Regions from separate parts of the Mus musculus genome. Here regions 1, 2, 3 and 4 are each linked to region 5. Evidence: chromatin contacts called from public Hi-C, HiChIP or PLAC-seq and promoter capture Hi-C data. All regions are on one chromosome and are shown on one strand. The core of a region is the stretch at or near the end of the contact, and the rest is flanking DNA. Distances in the headings are between cores, read along the strand shown. Region 1 holds the start of Enho (energy homeostasis associated). Region 2 holds the start of Ddx58 (DEAD/H box helicase 58). Region 3 holds the start of Rpp25l (ribonuclease P/MRP 25 subunit-like). Region 4 holds the start of Galt (galactose-1-phosphate uridyl transferase). Region 5 holds the start of Bag1 (BCL2-associated athanogene 1).

Region 1 (2,700 bases), core at 73-2,572, 690 kb before region 5:
GACCATATGTCTCTCTCTTTCCTATAACTGATCTGATCCCTCTCACAATACCCCCACCCTGCTGGGTAACAGGGGGGAACTAAAATTAATCCATCCTGACAAACTCCACGGGGTCCGTAGTTTATTTTAGACAGCCTCTAACACAGCAGCTTCAGATGATTCAGCCCTTGAGATGGCTTTACACTCCCCTTTCTCCTTTTCTTGGAAGGAGGAGCCCTGCCCCTTAGCCACCTGGTCTTGGCTTGTCAGCTGACATTTGCTGAGATGTGGTTGGTATGGTATAAATGAATTAGTGAGAACCTAAGAAGTAGCTATTACTATGACAGTTTTATTGAGAAGAAAGCTTCGTTTAAGAGAGTTAGAAAGTGGAACCAGGAACCAACACCACTGTGACTCCAGTATGCATTTTGCTGTGAGTATAGTATTCTGAGGGAAGTTAAGGCTGGATGTGGGGCCATGGGTCTCTGACTGTCCATGGACAATATGTGATAGAAGCCACACACAAGTACACTTAAGAATCACTAAAGGGCCAGAAATGTAGCTCCTTGCATGTGTGAGCCCTGCTACTTAAGGGTCTGAGAGGGGAAGGCCTACTTGACTGCTCCTGTCCAAGCTACCTTGGTCTCAGAACTGTTAGGATGGAGAGTCAGGCCATCCATGCCGTCTGGATCTAGTTCAGCCAGAGCTGGGCCATTCTTCAGGTGTCTCAAGTTCCCTCCAGCAAGCCATGCACAACCCTGTGACCAACACTGGGTGAGAAATCAGTAAAACGCAACAAAGGTCATGAATTCCCAGAGATCACACTGTTATTAGGACTAGGGGCAATCTACAGGCGCTGTAAAGTGGACATGAGGTACTCTACACTCTACTGGGAGAGGGATATGTAGAAAGATGATAGGTGAGGAGGGTCAGGTGTGGAGGCACATGGACTTTCTCAGATAATAGAAACAGACTTCTCTCAGATATGGAGGGGTGGACGCTTCACATGTGGGGGTGCATTCCAGGTGTGGAAGATGCAAGAAATCCCTGCAAAAAGGTGGGCTGACCCTTCACCTTTTCAAGGGATGGATCAAAACAAAGTGGCCCCTATATACCCCTCCTCTCACCCTTCCCAAGCCCCTCCCTCCTTCTCTCCTGCACCAGGATGGTCGTGTCCCACCCCAGAGCACAACCAATGGCGCGGGAACTTGGCCCGGACAGCCAATTGAACGGCGGCAGCGGCACAGAGATGGCTCCTCCCCCAAAGGGCCGCAGGCCGCTGGCCACTCACGAGGCGGGGCTCTCCGCTGTTTTTTGCTGCCCGCCGAGCTCAGCCGAGCTCAGCCGACTCCCTCCCGCCGTAGCCGAGCCCAGCCGAACGCAGCCGAGCCCAGCCGAACTCCTCGACGCTCCTGCCGCCGCCGCCCGAGTGCTGCCGAGCGAGAGAGCGAGCGAGCGAGCGAGCTAGCGGCCCCGGCCGCGGAGGAGGCGCCGCCCCAGGGGGAGGAGGTGCCCGCTCTCCGCAGACCGCCCGCGGCAGAGGCCGGCCCGGTCGCGCCCCGGCGGGAGCGGCCGGCGGAGGCTGCGCGGCCCAGGGGGAGGGCCCGGGGAGTGGACGTCGCCCCTGCCCGCCTCTCGCCGCCCCCCGCCCGCAGGCTCTGGAGCCTCAGTCGGCGCTGAGCATCCCGTTGTCCCGGACCCTCTCGCGGGCGCGCACCGGGCTCAACTCAGGTAAGGGGGGCTCCCCTACGGGCAGAGGGTCGAAAAACAGAGATCTTGGACGAGTATAAAGAGGCAGTGACCCACACAGAGACAGAGAGACACACAGCTTGGAGGAGAGATAGACACAAAGGCAGAGACACATGCAAGACGCACAGAACCACCGATACCGACCCCATGGAGACCTGTCCCCGAGGGCAAAGGGACATGCAGTCGTGAAAAGAGACAGTGATACACAGAGAGACTGGTAGAGAAATGAGACTCAAGACACTCAGAGATAGGGACACAGAGAGACAGGCAGCCACACACCTTCAAAGAGGTGTGTTTGCAGAGGCAAGGATGCAGATCCAGCGAGAGACAGAGGGACAGGAAGATGTACGTTCAGACACACACCTGATCCAGAGAGGCAAAGTCCCAGGGAAAGGTACACCTAGGCACACAGCCTTGGGTATACAGAACCCACACGTTCCTGCCAGAGCCTCCACAAAGTTCCCTCTGTGTGAGCTGGCACCTCTGCAGGTCTCCTGGACTGGCTGACTGCAGCCCTCAGAAAGGAGAGGATGCCCTAGCCACTACAATCATGGTCATAATCTTCCTCCTGGGCCTTAAGCCACCTCAGTCCCGCCCACCAACAGCACATCTGAAGGGCTAGAAGCATGGTGGGCAGGGCTAGGCTGTACCCACCAGTTCCGAGGAGAATGAGAAAGAGGCTGCCTGCCTACTATAGCTTCCCCACTCTGGCTGCACCACAGCACCCAGGGGCTCAGAGCCAGGCCTGAGGGCGGAGGTGCTGGCTTTGTGGGGTACCTGAGACTGCTGGGACTCACTGCTCTCTGCCTGAGGCCAAAGATGGAAGCTGTCCCCCTAGGCTTCAGCCCACTTCTTCCTCCTCACCTCCGTCTACTTTCCTCTGTACTTCCTCAGGCCCAGGACTGCAGGTGGGCATCTTCCCTGCCAAGAAGTCGCTGTGTGTGGACAGGACAGCCACCTTGGATGGTTGGC
Region 2 (2,700 bases), core at 129-2,628, 710 kb after region 5:
CGAAAAGTTAATTTGAAATAACTGTAGAACCAAGAGTAAAACTAAACGTATGATCACTCTAAAAGAAGCGTTGGATAACTTCCAGAGCTGGTGTGCTGGGTACTTTTAGGTCAATTTGACACAAGCTGAATTCATCATAGAGGAGGGGCCTTCAATTAAGGAAATCATAAGACTGGCCTGTAGGGCTTTTGTTGTTGTTGTTGTTGTTTTGCTTTTTTTTGTTGTTGTTGTTTTGTTTTTTTGAGACAGGGTTTCTCTGTATAGCCCTGGCTGTCCTGGAACTCACTATGTAGACCAAACTGGCCTCGAACTCAGAAATCCGCCTGCCTCTGGAGTGCTGGGATTAAAGGCGTGTGCCACCACACCCGGCTAGGGCATTTTCTTTAAATTTTTTTTTTCACTTTTTTTTTTAACGTATTCACTTTACATCCCACTCACTGTCCCCTCCCAGTCACTTCATGCCCCCTCCCCTACTCAGTCACTTCATGCCCCCTCCCCTACTCTGAGCGGTTGGAGGCCCCTTTGGGTATCAAACAAACACACACACACACACACACACACACACACACACACACACACACACACACACACTGGCATATCAAGTCTCTGTTAGGCTAGGCGCATCCTCTCCCACTGAGGTCAGACAAGACTGCCCAGCTAGAAGAACATATCCCACGGACAGGCAACAGCTTTTGGGACAGCCACGCTCCAGTTGTTTGGGACTCATAAAAGACTAAACTCACACCTGCTACAAAAGTGCAGGGAGGCCTAGGTCCAGCCTGTGTGTGCTCTTTGCTTAGTGGTGTCTCTGAGAGCCCTAAGGATCAAAGTTTGTTGACTCTGTTGGTCTTCCTGTGGAGTTCCTATCCCCTTCGTCCCCCTCCCCACCCTGCAATCTTTCCCTCAACTCTTCTTTAGGCCTGGTGGTGGTGGTGTGGTGGCATGGAGGAGGTGGTGGAGGGGGTGGGGGTCTTTAATCCCGGTTCTTGTGAGACCGAAGCAGGGACGATTTCGGAGCTCTGTGAGTTTGAGGCCAGCCTGGTCTATAGATCTAGTTCCAGGACAGTCAGAGCTACATAGAGAAACCCTGCCCCGAGGGGGGGGGGGCGCGGGGAATGGTTAAAGATTATTGCAGGACCCAGCTGATCTGTGGAAGAGGTAACGGGTGTTTATGTTTTTCGAAACTCATTGAACAATGCACTTCAATTGTGCGCACTTTAGAAATATAAAGCCACCACGCGAAAAGCTGCGCCCCAACTTAAAGGCAATTTCCAAGGTACTTCTGGGTCCTTGCGGTTCAGTGGCTGTCTAGGTTCAGAAACGAAACTGGATCCCCGCCCCGCCCCCCCGCCCCCCCCCTCCCCAGCGCCCTGAGGCAGTTTCGATTTCCTATGGCCAGCCGGCTAGGCAGCTTTTTCATCGGGACTCCTTGGAAAGTCCCCACTTCGTTCATCTCTGGCGGATTTGCGGGAGCCAGGGCGCTCATCGATCGCCTGGAGCCACAGAATGACAGCGGAGCAGCGGCAGAATCTGCAAGCATTCAGAGACTATATCAAGAAGATTCTGGACCCCACCTACATCCTCAGCTACATGAGTTCCTGGCTCGAGGATGGTGAGTGGTCCCCAACTGGGGCTCTCAGGCTCTCCACCTTAGCGAGGGGAAAACATCACTCAGATCAGAAACAATTGAAGGCTCTGCCCCCCCCCCTCCCCCGCGCTGTCCTTAAGTTAATTTGTGTAACCCGGTGTATGTGAGACTCCCAGGCCATATTAGAGTAGACAGCATAGGGATTTGATGGTCAGGAACAAAATTCCTGCAAGCTGTAGTAACTTGCATAAGGATGCCACTCTTTTCTTTCTTTCAATGCTGGGGAAATAGTTTGTTTCTCTTATTTACACCTTCTAGACTGCTGTGTGCCTCCCTTTGTCCTGTCATGAGAAACTGAGAAATCAGAATGCGCCCGCCCCTCCTTAGATTCCTGTACAGAGCAAAGAGCAAGGCTTTGGGCTCGGGCCAAAGGTGGAGGTGGGGGCCGCAGGAAGCAAGAGGACTGACTGACACGCACATTTCTGTCAAAGGATGTTGCTCACAGGAAGTCCGTGGAAGAAAACTTTCTCCAGACTCCGTGTGTTCAGAGTTTAACACAGTTGTTCATATCTAGCTTTGGGGATTTGATTGGTGGATAATAGACTCTTTGTAAATTGCACTGGGTGTTTCCACCTGAGCAAACAGACCTCCCCACCTCACCCCCACCCCCAGGGAGAAGGGAGAGGGCGTTTGAAGGGGTGACCGAGGGCGTGCGGCAGCTACTTTTCATTTTGCCAGTTAAAGCCTAGATGTCTTTCCTGGCGTTGGACGACGGTGGCAACTGCAGGTTAATTCTGACTCTCTTGAGTTCCGAAGCCTAACAGGCTATGCAGAGAGGAGTAAAAGAGCACTACCCAGGGCTACCCACATCCCGGTTGTGTTAGAGAGAAGCAGCAAAAAAGCCCTAATGATTGGGGGCGGGGTCTGAGGAGAGGAAACCCACCCAAGAGGTTTCTTAACACCAGGGTCACTTGCCTTTCAATCCTTTAATCTGATCTTTAGTCATTTACATTAGCATACAAAGTAACTAGTTTCAATACTGAAACAAAGTAACTAGTTTGTTCAGCCATTCCTGCCATTGCTCTTTGTTCTTATTTAATTGCCTCTTCTGT
Region 3 (2,700 bases), core at 47-2,546, 770 kb before region 5:
TTACATCATTTGACTGATACAGTGGGGCATTGTATATTTATTTACCCCATACTTGCCAATTACCCTCTAAATATCATCCTATGGTAAGGAGGGCACAGGAGGGACGCCTATACCTCACAGGGTTTGGGGAAGACCAGGTGGGCCCACATGTCAGATGGTCATGGAGGAGCAGGCAGGGACGTTCAGAACCAAGGCAGCACAGCCTTGTGTCTACATTATACCAGTAGCCAGAGAAGGAGCCCAAGAGGTTTGGATGTAGGAAATTTTAGGAATGGGGGAGAGAAAGCAGGGAGAAACAGCTATAAAGCAACGCGCTCCACCAAATGTATGCTGCCCTCTTGTGGTCTGAGGGAGTGCCTTGGCGCCTTCAAGTGCCTGTATGGCACCCAACCTGTGGAGTTGTCAGCATCTCAAATGCAGCGTGTCCAAACTGATCTGAAACTAGCATTTACCCTAGACTATTCTACCGGAAGAGTCGCCCGTTCTTCCCCAAAACTTCATCAGAGTTTTCTCTCTCTCTTTTTTTTTGAGCTTTTCGAGACAGGGTTTCTCTGTGTAGCCCTGGCTGTCCTGGAACTCACTCTGTAGACCAGGCTGGCCTCGAACTCAGAAATCCACCTGCTTCTGCCTCCCAAGTGCTGGGATTAAAGGCGTGAGCCACCACTGCCCGACTTCATCCAAGTTTTCTATCAAGTTTCTACCATCCTCAATTCTTGCTGTTTCTGTGGTTAGCATATCATCGGACAAATATTGGAGGGCCTATTTTACTCTGGATACTGAACTAGGCTCTGTGGGCACGCCCCCGTGGCCGAAGCGCTACGGTGATGTTGAGTACAGCCCCTTCCAGGGTCACCAGTAGCTGTTGCCCCGACTACCGGATCCACCCAGCTTATACACCAATCCTCTCAGCCAATGAGTTATGCACTCGCTTAGATCCTCCTGAAAACCGCCGGGGTCGTCCAGTGTCCCAGGATGAGAAGAAAGCTCAGGACTCCGTAAATAAGAGTCTCACCTGCTTTTATCCACCAGGGGCTTCGCTTTCGCTGCTCCGGTGTGTCAGCAGGTGACGCATGCCGTCCATCTTTTAAAGGCACAAATCTGCGTTCTTCGGGCGCAAGACTCCTCCGATAGCCGTTCCTTTCCCGGGTGGGCCCTCTGCAGGTAGCGGGGTGCTCCGGGATCAACGCGCCGACCGCTGGAGGCCGGCCAGATGCCACCATCACAGGCGAACAGCAGCCCGGGTTTCTCTCAGGCCCCGCCCCCTGCGTGCGCGGCCCCGCGGCTCCGCGCGCTCCCGGTCTGCGCGCCATCTTGGCTACTCCGTGAGGGTCGAGCGTCTACTGGCGACCGTGGTAAGAGCCAAATCCCAGGAGATGGGGACTCAGAGCTGGGGAAAGGGGAAATGCCTGCTGCCTGAAACAGCGGCCCACGATTGGGGAGCCCGCCAACCGCTCACGAGTGGTCCGAAGCAGCTCTCCGGTCGAGTTCCCGAGTGGCCCTGTTCAAGCCAGCCTACTCTATTAATGTGGGGGTGAGGTCTTCTCTGCCCCCATGCACCCCGTGCTCGTAGGCAGGGTCGATTCTTTCTTTGGGGAGTACTTTCTTGGGGAGTGAGGCCTCGTGGCTGTGCCCCAGGGAGTTTGGAGCCAAGAGTCTCTGGAAGCACAAAGTAAGGGAGCCTTGTCCCAGTCCTTGCAGCCTTGTGAGGAGAGCCCGCCTGTTCTTGGCAAGTTGTGGGCGAGGGGTCTGGGACCTAGCCCCCAGGAGCTTGAGATCATAAAGAAGTACAGGCCTACCCACCAGAGAGCCTGGTTTGGGGGAATTTGGTCTTGCCCGTGTTAGAAACTCGTGGATGTATTTAGAAAGGGGTCTAAGGACTCGATAATTCTTGGCCCCAGCCTTGAGACGCTGGGGTGAGGAACAAGGCGATAATCTGGAGGGAGTGATGGAGGATGGACCTGGTCATGTTCCCGCCACTCATCTGACTCTTACCCGCAGTGCATATCCAGAGAGAGACCCACCAACGTCGCGAGGGCAGAATGGAACAGTACCGGAGGGCCGGCTCTGTAGAGCTTCCAGCCTCATCACCAATGCCCCAGCTACCTCCTGACACTCTGGAAATGCGAGTCCGAGATGGGAGCAAAATCCGAAACCTGCTAGGGCTGGCGCTGGGTCGTTTGGAAGGGGGAAGCACCAGGCACGTGGTGTTCTCAGGCTCTGGCCGGGCTGCTGGAAAGGCTGTCAGCTGTGCAGAGATTGTCAAAAGGCGGGTTCCGGGCCTACACCAGCTCACCAAGCTCCGCTTCCTGCAAACGGAGGACAGCTGGGTCCCAACTTCACCAGACACGGGACTAGACCCCCTCACAGTCCGACGCCACGTGCCTGCGGTGTGGGTACTGCTTAGTCGGGACCCCTTGGACCCCAGTGAATGTGGCTACCAACCCCCAGGTGCACCTCCTGGCCTGGGTTCCATACCTAGTCCCAGCTGTGGCCCCAGACCCCGAAGGAGGGCTCGGGACACCCGGTCCTGAAGATCTGCTGCGCCTGACTGTTCTCTAGACCTGAATATCTGTGCCTTCTCTAAGAAGAGCTTGTGCCGGCAAGGCTTAAGTCTACCGAACTTGCCCCTCCCCTCCGGAATGTGGGGTGGAACTGTTAAAAAGACTGGCGTGGGTCAGTGCTGAGTTAAAGACTGCTTGA
Region 4 (2,700 bases), core at 114-2,613, 810 kb before region 5:
CTCACCATACCCTGTGGAAGCAGTAATGGTTCTCCCCCAAACCAAAGTTACACCTCCCCCTCACAGACCTGCACCCAAGGGTACTGGGCACCCAGCTCCTCTGTGACTGAGGCCCATGCATCGATGACAGCTCGGATCTCAGGGACAGACATGAGTGGCAGCGTCACATCCGACCAGGGGTGGAAGCACATGACCTTACTAGGTGGTGAGGGAAAAATGACATAGGGAAGTGGATTGGGTGCTAAGGGCAGGGCCCAAGCTCAGGTCTTCGTCTTCAGACCTGGGCTGGAGGTTGTAAGAGGGGAAACCCAAAGTTACCAAACTCCTCTGGCGGCCTCTGCTCGGAAGAGAGGGTGGTCACTGGGTCCTGGAATAAAGGAGTATTACTCTCTGTAGCACAGGTACCCGGGTCAGACCCAGTCTCCCTTCTCCCCAACAGTGGTTAAATTGAGGGTACCTGGATCCGGAGCATCGGGCTGCAGAGCCGGGAAGTCATTGTCAAACAGAAAGGTACCATCATAGTGGGGATTCACCTACTGACAAGAATAGGCTAGAAATACTACCTGACGGAATTCAAGGGCTATCCAGGCTGCAACGGGGGCGAGGAAGGCCCCACTCAAAGGATCAAAATTGCTTGCCCGGAAATGACCCAAAAGGAGGCGCACTGCTCCCCCTTGTGGGCGAAGGGTAGTAATAAGGAAGAAGGATTTTTTTCCTATCCCAGTTGGTGGCTGTGTATTCGGGCTTACCTCCCCATTAGCTCGTGTGGCCCCGGGACACAGAGGGTTGAGTGGGTCGTGGCGGGGCACTGTCTTCAGAAGCTGGGGCTCCACTTGTCCTTGCCAGGGCCGCTTCATGCGATGAGCCGACACTAACACCCACTCGTCCTGGAGCGGGTTGTAGCGAATATGCTGGTGTTCTGGGGAGAGACAAGGATCAGTCAGCAAAACTCCCTGTCTCTCTCTTCCCCGAGTGGCTCTAATGCCCTAGCAGGCCCAAGTACAGGGACGCTCGGTCGGCGCAGTGTTTCTAGAAGCTATAGGCTGGCGGAGGGGAGTTAAAGGGTTAAACGCTTTCCGTGCCACACGGCCTGCAAGCCCCTCCTTCCCTCGCCCGCCACCCTGGCCTCGGGTAGGAGTGCCGACCTTGACTCTGGGACTAGAACTTCCTACGGAAAAGGAAGGCTCGGCTCCGCACCGTAGCGGGTCCAGGCCGCCCAGCAATTACCGCTCGCCCGGAAGGTCGCTGCCATGGCGTCCGCCTCTGAAGCCTGCTGGCGCTGCTCAGGATCGGCTCCGCTATGCGACGTGAGGCCACACGAATTGACCTAAGGTACACAAGGTGAGCGCCCCATTCCATGTCTCCCCCCGCCCACCCTGGATGATTGGCTAGTCGCCAACACGTGACGGTGGGGGCACAGCCTGCCACTTGAGGGCGGGGCTCGGGACCGCCACGCTCACTTCCCCAGGTTGTTTTGATGATTCTCCTGCACACCGGATTGTAGCTACTTCTCTGGAGAGCATCTGTGAAAACTGGTTGCTGTGTCCATTCGTCCCGCCACGGATTCGGGTTGCTTGCACGACATTAGGGCTATTTATTGGAGCATGACATATCAGCTTCACCACTCAAGGACACTCCTGCCAGCAGCCTTTAACTGCCAATAGTCCATCAGAAAGGGCGGAGCCTCGTGAGTGCACCGCCCCCCAAACCGGTAAGAAACCTCTATGGGTCCATTCTCATGTTTTGTGCAGGTAACCACAGGTGTAGTGAGTTCTTGTGTTTGCACATCAGGCCCTGTCCTGTTCAGAAGACATCGTTTTTACTGAGCATCTTAACCGTGTGCCAGGCACCTAGGTTCTGTGTGGAGCATAGAGACGCCCTGTGCAAAGACCAGCAGCATTCTGAACTCATGACCTGGGTCACCTGCGGAGCTGCTGTGTGTGGTTAAGATGCAAGTTGTGGAGAGGGGGTGGAGGTGAGGAACTTGATCATACTATAGATGAAGCCTGCAGCCTGGCCCTTCAGGTATTGCCCGGATGTGTGAGTATTTCACTGTAACTATGCCTCTAGCCTCAGGAGCAGAAATAAGGTTAGATAAAGAGAACTGAGTAAGTATAGGGTGTGGTGGTACACACCTGTAATCCCAGCACTCCAGAAACAGAGACAGTAAACTTACAAGTTCAAGTTCAGCCTGCGCAGTTATACATAACAAGGCCCAATCTATATAAAAGTAAACCAAACGGCCAGTGGTGGTGCACACCATTAATCCCAGCACTTGGGAGGCAGAGGCAGGCAGATTTCTGAGTTCGAGGCCAGCCTGGTTTACAGAGTGAGTGCCAGGACAGCCAGGGCTACACAGAGAAACCCTGTCTCGAAAAAAAAAAAAAAAGTAAACCAAAAGACAGTAATGTGTGTGTGTGTGTGCGCGCGTGTATGCGTTTGTGCATACATACCAGGCACAGTGATGCATTTGCCTATAGTCTCAGCTACTCTAGAAGCTGAAGCAGAAGATCAATTGAGCCCACAAGTTCTAGACCATCCTGGCCAATATAGTGAAGCCAATTTCAAAAACAAGCAAAAGGCCATCAGTATTTGAAGGGCAGAGACAGGCATATCAATGAGTAGCCTGGCTACATAGAACATTCTAGGCTGTTGAGGTTTGGTCTGTTGCTATGTATTATGATGCAAAATACTGGCTGG
Region 5 (2,700 bases), core at 99-2,598:
ACCAGATTTCGTGTATTTTTCTTGTATCCTTCACCAGTCAGTCCCTTCACAGTACTTCCTACAACAGTTGTCACCAGCCTTACCTTAGCAGGACCCTCTCTCATCTTCTTGATTTGATCCTTATATTTCACTAGTTCAGCATCCAGCCGGGAAATCTTTTTGTCAATGGATTCTGCCCTGCTATCCACCTTGGAAGAAAACATCACATGCAGTGGTAATTATTGTAATATGTTTACATGGAAAGGGGCAGAAAGAGAGGGATATGCAAAAGAAAAAAGGAACAATATAGCAAAGGGCAGAAAATAGGGTTTTTCTTAAGGGTGGGGAATTCCAGCCCGAACCATTGGAGGGCTTTCATAAACTCTCTCCCACCTCCTAGATTCTGATATAGCAGCCCTCTCTTGAGGAAAACGATTTGGGATTCTCTCCGCTGGCTGAGATTTCCCAAGTAGGAGAATAGTCAGTTTGGGACTCTGCATGAACGTGCGTGGAATGAACCAATCAACACAGGCTAAGATGAGATCTAAAACCATTTCCGAGATCAGGTTTAATCTGGAAGGGCCAAGATTCAGAATTCTATGCTACTCAGACCCAGGACTAAGGTACAGATATGTTAACCCTGACATGGGTAAGGGGAGAAGAGTGAAAAAGGGTTTTTAAAAGGCCAGGTTAGACAAAGTGGGGTGTAGTGACATAGGGTACGTAGGTTGGAATGTGGGAACCAAAGCGAGGAAGAAGGGGTGGGGCACAGTGGGCATCGGAAAGAGCTAAGTGCAGTAAGGGCGAAAGAATGATGAGATTAGACTGTCTGGTCTCTGGGGTCAGGAATGACCTGGAAAACAGGGATGAAAGGGGTGGGGATGAAGAAGACTCAGGTTTAATGGGCCCGAACCAGGAATGGGGTGGAGTACGAATTCGGGATGGACGGGTCGGAGTGTCAGAGGTATGCAAAGTCAAATGCCCACCGTCCCAATGCAGTCCGTCAAGCTAGGTGGCGGAGCCTTGGGTTTCGCTTTTCCGAAGAATCGGTTCATCTTGGCCGGCTGCGAGGAAACCCAAACACTGGAGGAAAACCAGAAACGGAAGCGTAGTCGCTCTGGTGTCAATTTCCGGCTTCCCCCACCCCATGCGCAGGCGCAGAGTGCTCGCCCGAGTCTCCCGATCCCTTTTCCGTGTTTTCAGCTCCTCCTTCCGGAGAAGGAGCGCGGAGCTCTGGGAGAGGTGGAAAGACTTCTGAAGGAGGGGCTTATGAGGAGGGATAGGGCGGTGCCTTGGCGGAGTGGGTGGGGCTTAGACGCGGCTGGGCGGATAGGGCGGGGCCTGAAGCAGGGTCAGTTCCGAGGGCGTGGCGAGTAGATGGGGCGGAACTGGTGAGTAGTGGGGCGGGGTTGCAAGGCTGCGCGCCCGGTAGCCACCGCTGCGCTGTGAACAAACGCGGCCTGGCGGGTCGCAGCGCCGCGCGGCGACCGCGAGGCGACCGGGAGCCGCTGGGACCCAGGCTGCGCGCCCCTCGGCCTGCCCGGGAGCCGCGCCAGTCGGAGTCCCGGGCCGAGCGGGGCTTGCCTCCCTCTCAGCGTTCCTCTGTGCGCAGTGCAGCCAGCGGGCATGACCGATCCACCAGGGGCGCCGCCGCCGGCGCCTGCAAGCCGCGGGTGAAGAAGAAAGTCCGGCCCCGCTCTTCTCAGAGCGAGAAGGTAGGGAGCAGCAGCAGGGAGTTGACTAGAAGTAAGAAAGTGACCCGTAGCAAGAACGTGACCGGGACCCAGGTAGAGGAGGTGACCAAGATCGAGGAGGCGACCCAAACCGAGGAAGTAACTGTGGCAGAAGAGGTGACCCAGACCGACAACATGGCCAAGACCGAGGAGATGGTCCAGACGGAGGAAATGGAAACACCCAGACTCAGCGTGATCGTCACCCACAGTGAGCGCCAAGGAGGGTTCCGTAGATCGGGTTGGGATATGTGGGTTTGGCCACATGTAGTCTTGGGAGAAAGAAACATGGGTTCTTGGCTATATATATTTGGGGATGTTTTTGCTTAGGGCTGGTGTCAGGACATCTTTCCCTGTGGCCGGTCCCTGGACACTTATTGGATCCTCTATTTGGAAGCAAAGTTGAGTGTGTAACGCTAGTAATCGTGGGTCTTTGTGTCAGGCTTATATTAGGCCTTCTTGTGTGTAGAACTTCCGTGGTTCTGGACATCCACCAGTGTAAAGAGTACGAACTTGGTGCGTGATCCCGCTGTTCCTTATTTACTGAGTAGTGTTTTTGTTGGATGTCATAGAACCGCAGGTTCAATGGGCCGTGAGTCCAAGAGTTACTTTCTGGACATCTGGTTACATCAACACAGAACTAAAAACCTTGGGAAGTACACGAGAAAGCTGAAGCCATGACATTTCCTTAGAATCAGTTAGGAAAGACTAACAACAAACTTTGCTACCTAAACCATGGCTCTATATCCAGCAGTTTTATGAAACTTTGAGATGAATCCCCACCCCCACCCCCCCAAAGGCCTCTTGATGTCTGATCTGTGAGGCACAAATAGGAACTAGGACTCCTTCTGACTCTTGACTGGTTGGGAGCGCAATCTAAAGGTGGATTTGAACTCCACTTACTTAGAAAAGATTGAGTACCTGTTTTAAAACAAAAGAAAAAACCTCTCTGTTGTTGGATTGGTTTCGTTTGTTTGTCTTTGCTAACTAA

Evidence for each region. Promoter capture Hi-C pulls out the DNA fragments that hold promoters and counts their contacts. A called contact is a pair of places that touch in the nucleus more often than the background predicts. HiChIP or PLAC-seq counts read pairs in DNA pulled down with a chosen protein or histone mark.
Region 1: a contact with region 5 is called in an H3K27ac HiChIP or PLAC-seq map of microglia, with 5 times the contacts expected there. The contact joins the promoter of Enho here to the promoter of Bag1 in region 5.
Region 2: a Hi-C map of B cells shows a contact between it and region 5, with 12 read pairs. The contact joins the promoter of Ddx58 here to the promoter of Bag1 in region 5. A contact is called at or near these places in 5 of 39 promoter capture datasets (the 3T3-L1 cell line, the C10 cell line, cranial neural crest and 1 more), 2 of 484 Hi-C or Micro-C datasets (B cells and neutrophils), 2 of 115 datasets of contacts at active chromatin or transcription factors (the 230-238 cell line and microglia) and 2 of 9 other capture datasets (adipose tissue and liver).
Region 3: a contact with region 5 is called in a promoter capture Hi-C map of erythroid cells, with 2.9 times the contacts expected there. The contact joins the promoter of Rpp25l here to the promoter of Bag1 in region 5. A contact is called at or near these places in 3 of 39 promoter capture datasets (erythroid cells, liver and pre-B cells) and 1 of 9 other capture datasets (liver).
Region 4: a contact with region 5 is called in a promoter capture Hi-C map of pre-B cells, with 4 times the contacts expected there. The contact joins the promoter of Galt here to the promoter of Bag1 in region 5. A contact is called at or near these places in 2 of 39 promoter capture datasets (liver and pre-B cells), 2 of 115 datasets of contacts at active chromatin or transcription factors (bone marrow-derived macrophages and microglia) and 1 of 9 other capture datasets (liver).

What each region holds. Positions count from the first base shown.
Region 1 is chr4:41,638,924-41,641,623 of GRCm38.p6, reverse strand. Enho (energy homeostasis associated) reads left to right here and starts at 1,322. Exons shown (of 2, transcript NM_027147.1): 1 at 1,322-1,710; 2 at 2,623-2,700.
Region 2 is chr4:40,238,503-40,241,202 of GRCm38.p6, reverse strand. Ddx58 (DEAD/H box helicase 58) reads left to right here and starts at 1,378. Exons shown (of 18, transcript NM_172689.3): 1 at 1,378-1,612. The coding sequence starts at 1,507.
Region 3 is chr4:41,712,113-41,714,812 of GRCm38.p6, reverse strand. It overlaps Rpp25l (ribonuclease P/MRP 25 subunit-like), which reads left to right and starts at 1,296. Exons shown (of 2, transcript NM_027278.3): 1 at 1,296-1,352; 2 at 1,999-2,700. The coding sequence starts at 2,040. The coding sequence ends at 2,531. Dctn3 (dynactin 3) reads left to right here. Exons shown (of 7, transcript NM_016890.4): 7 at 1-15.
Region 4 is chr4:41,754,180-41,756,879 of GRCm38.p6, reverse strand. Galt (galactose-1-phosphate uridyl transferase) reads right to left here and starts at 1,363. Exons shown (of 11, transcript NM_016658.4): 1 at 1,228-1,363; 2 at 750-919; 3 at 458-533; 4 at 319-367; 5 at 69-198. The coding sequence starts at 1,252. Gm42274 (predicted gene, 42274) reads left to right here and starts at 1,108. Exons shown (of 2, transcript NR_155499.1): 1 at 1,108-1,711.
Region 5 is chr4:40,946,942-40,949,641 of GRCm38.p6, reverse strand. Bag1 (BCL2-associated athanogene 1) reads left to right here and starts at 1,348. Exons shown (of 7, transcript NM_001171739.1): 1 at 1,348-1,920. The coding sequence starts at 1,848. Chmp5 (charged multivesicular body protein 5) reads right to left here and starts at 1,089. Exons shown (of 8, transcript NM_029814.1): 1 at 966-1,089; 2 at 84-188. The coding sequence starts at 1,034.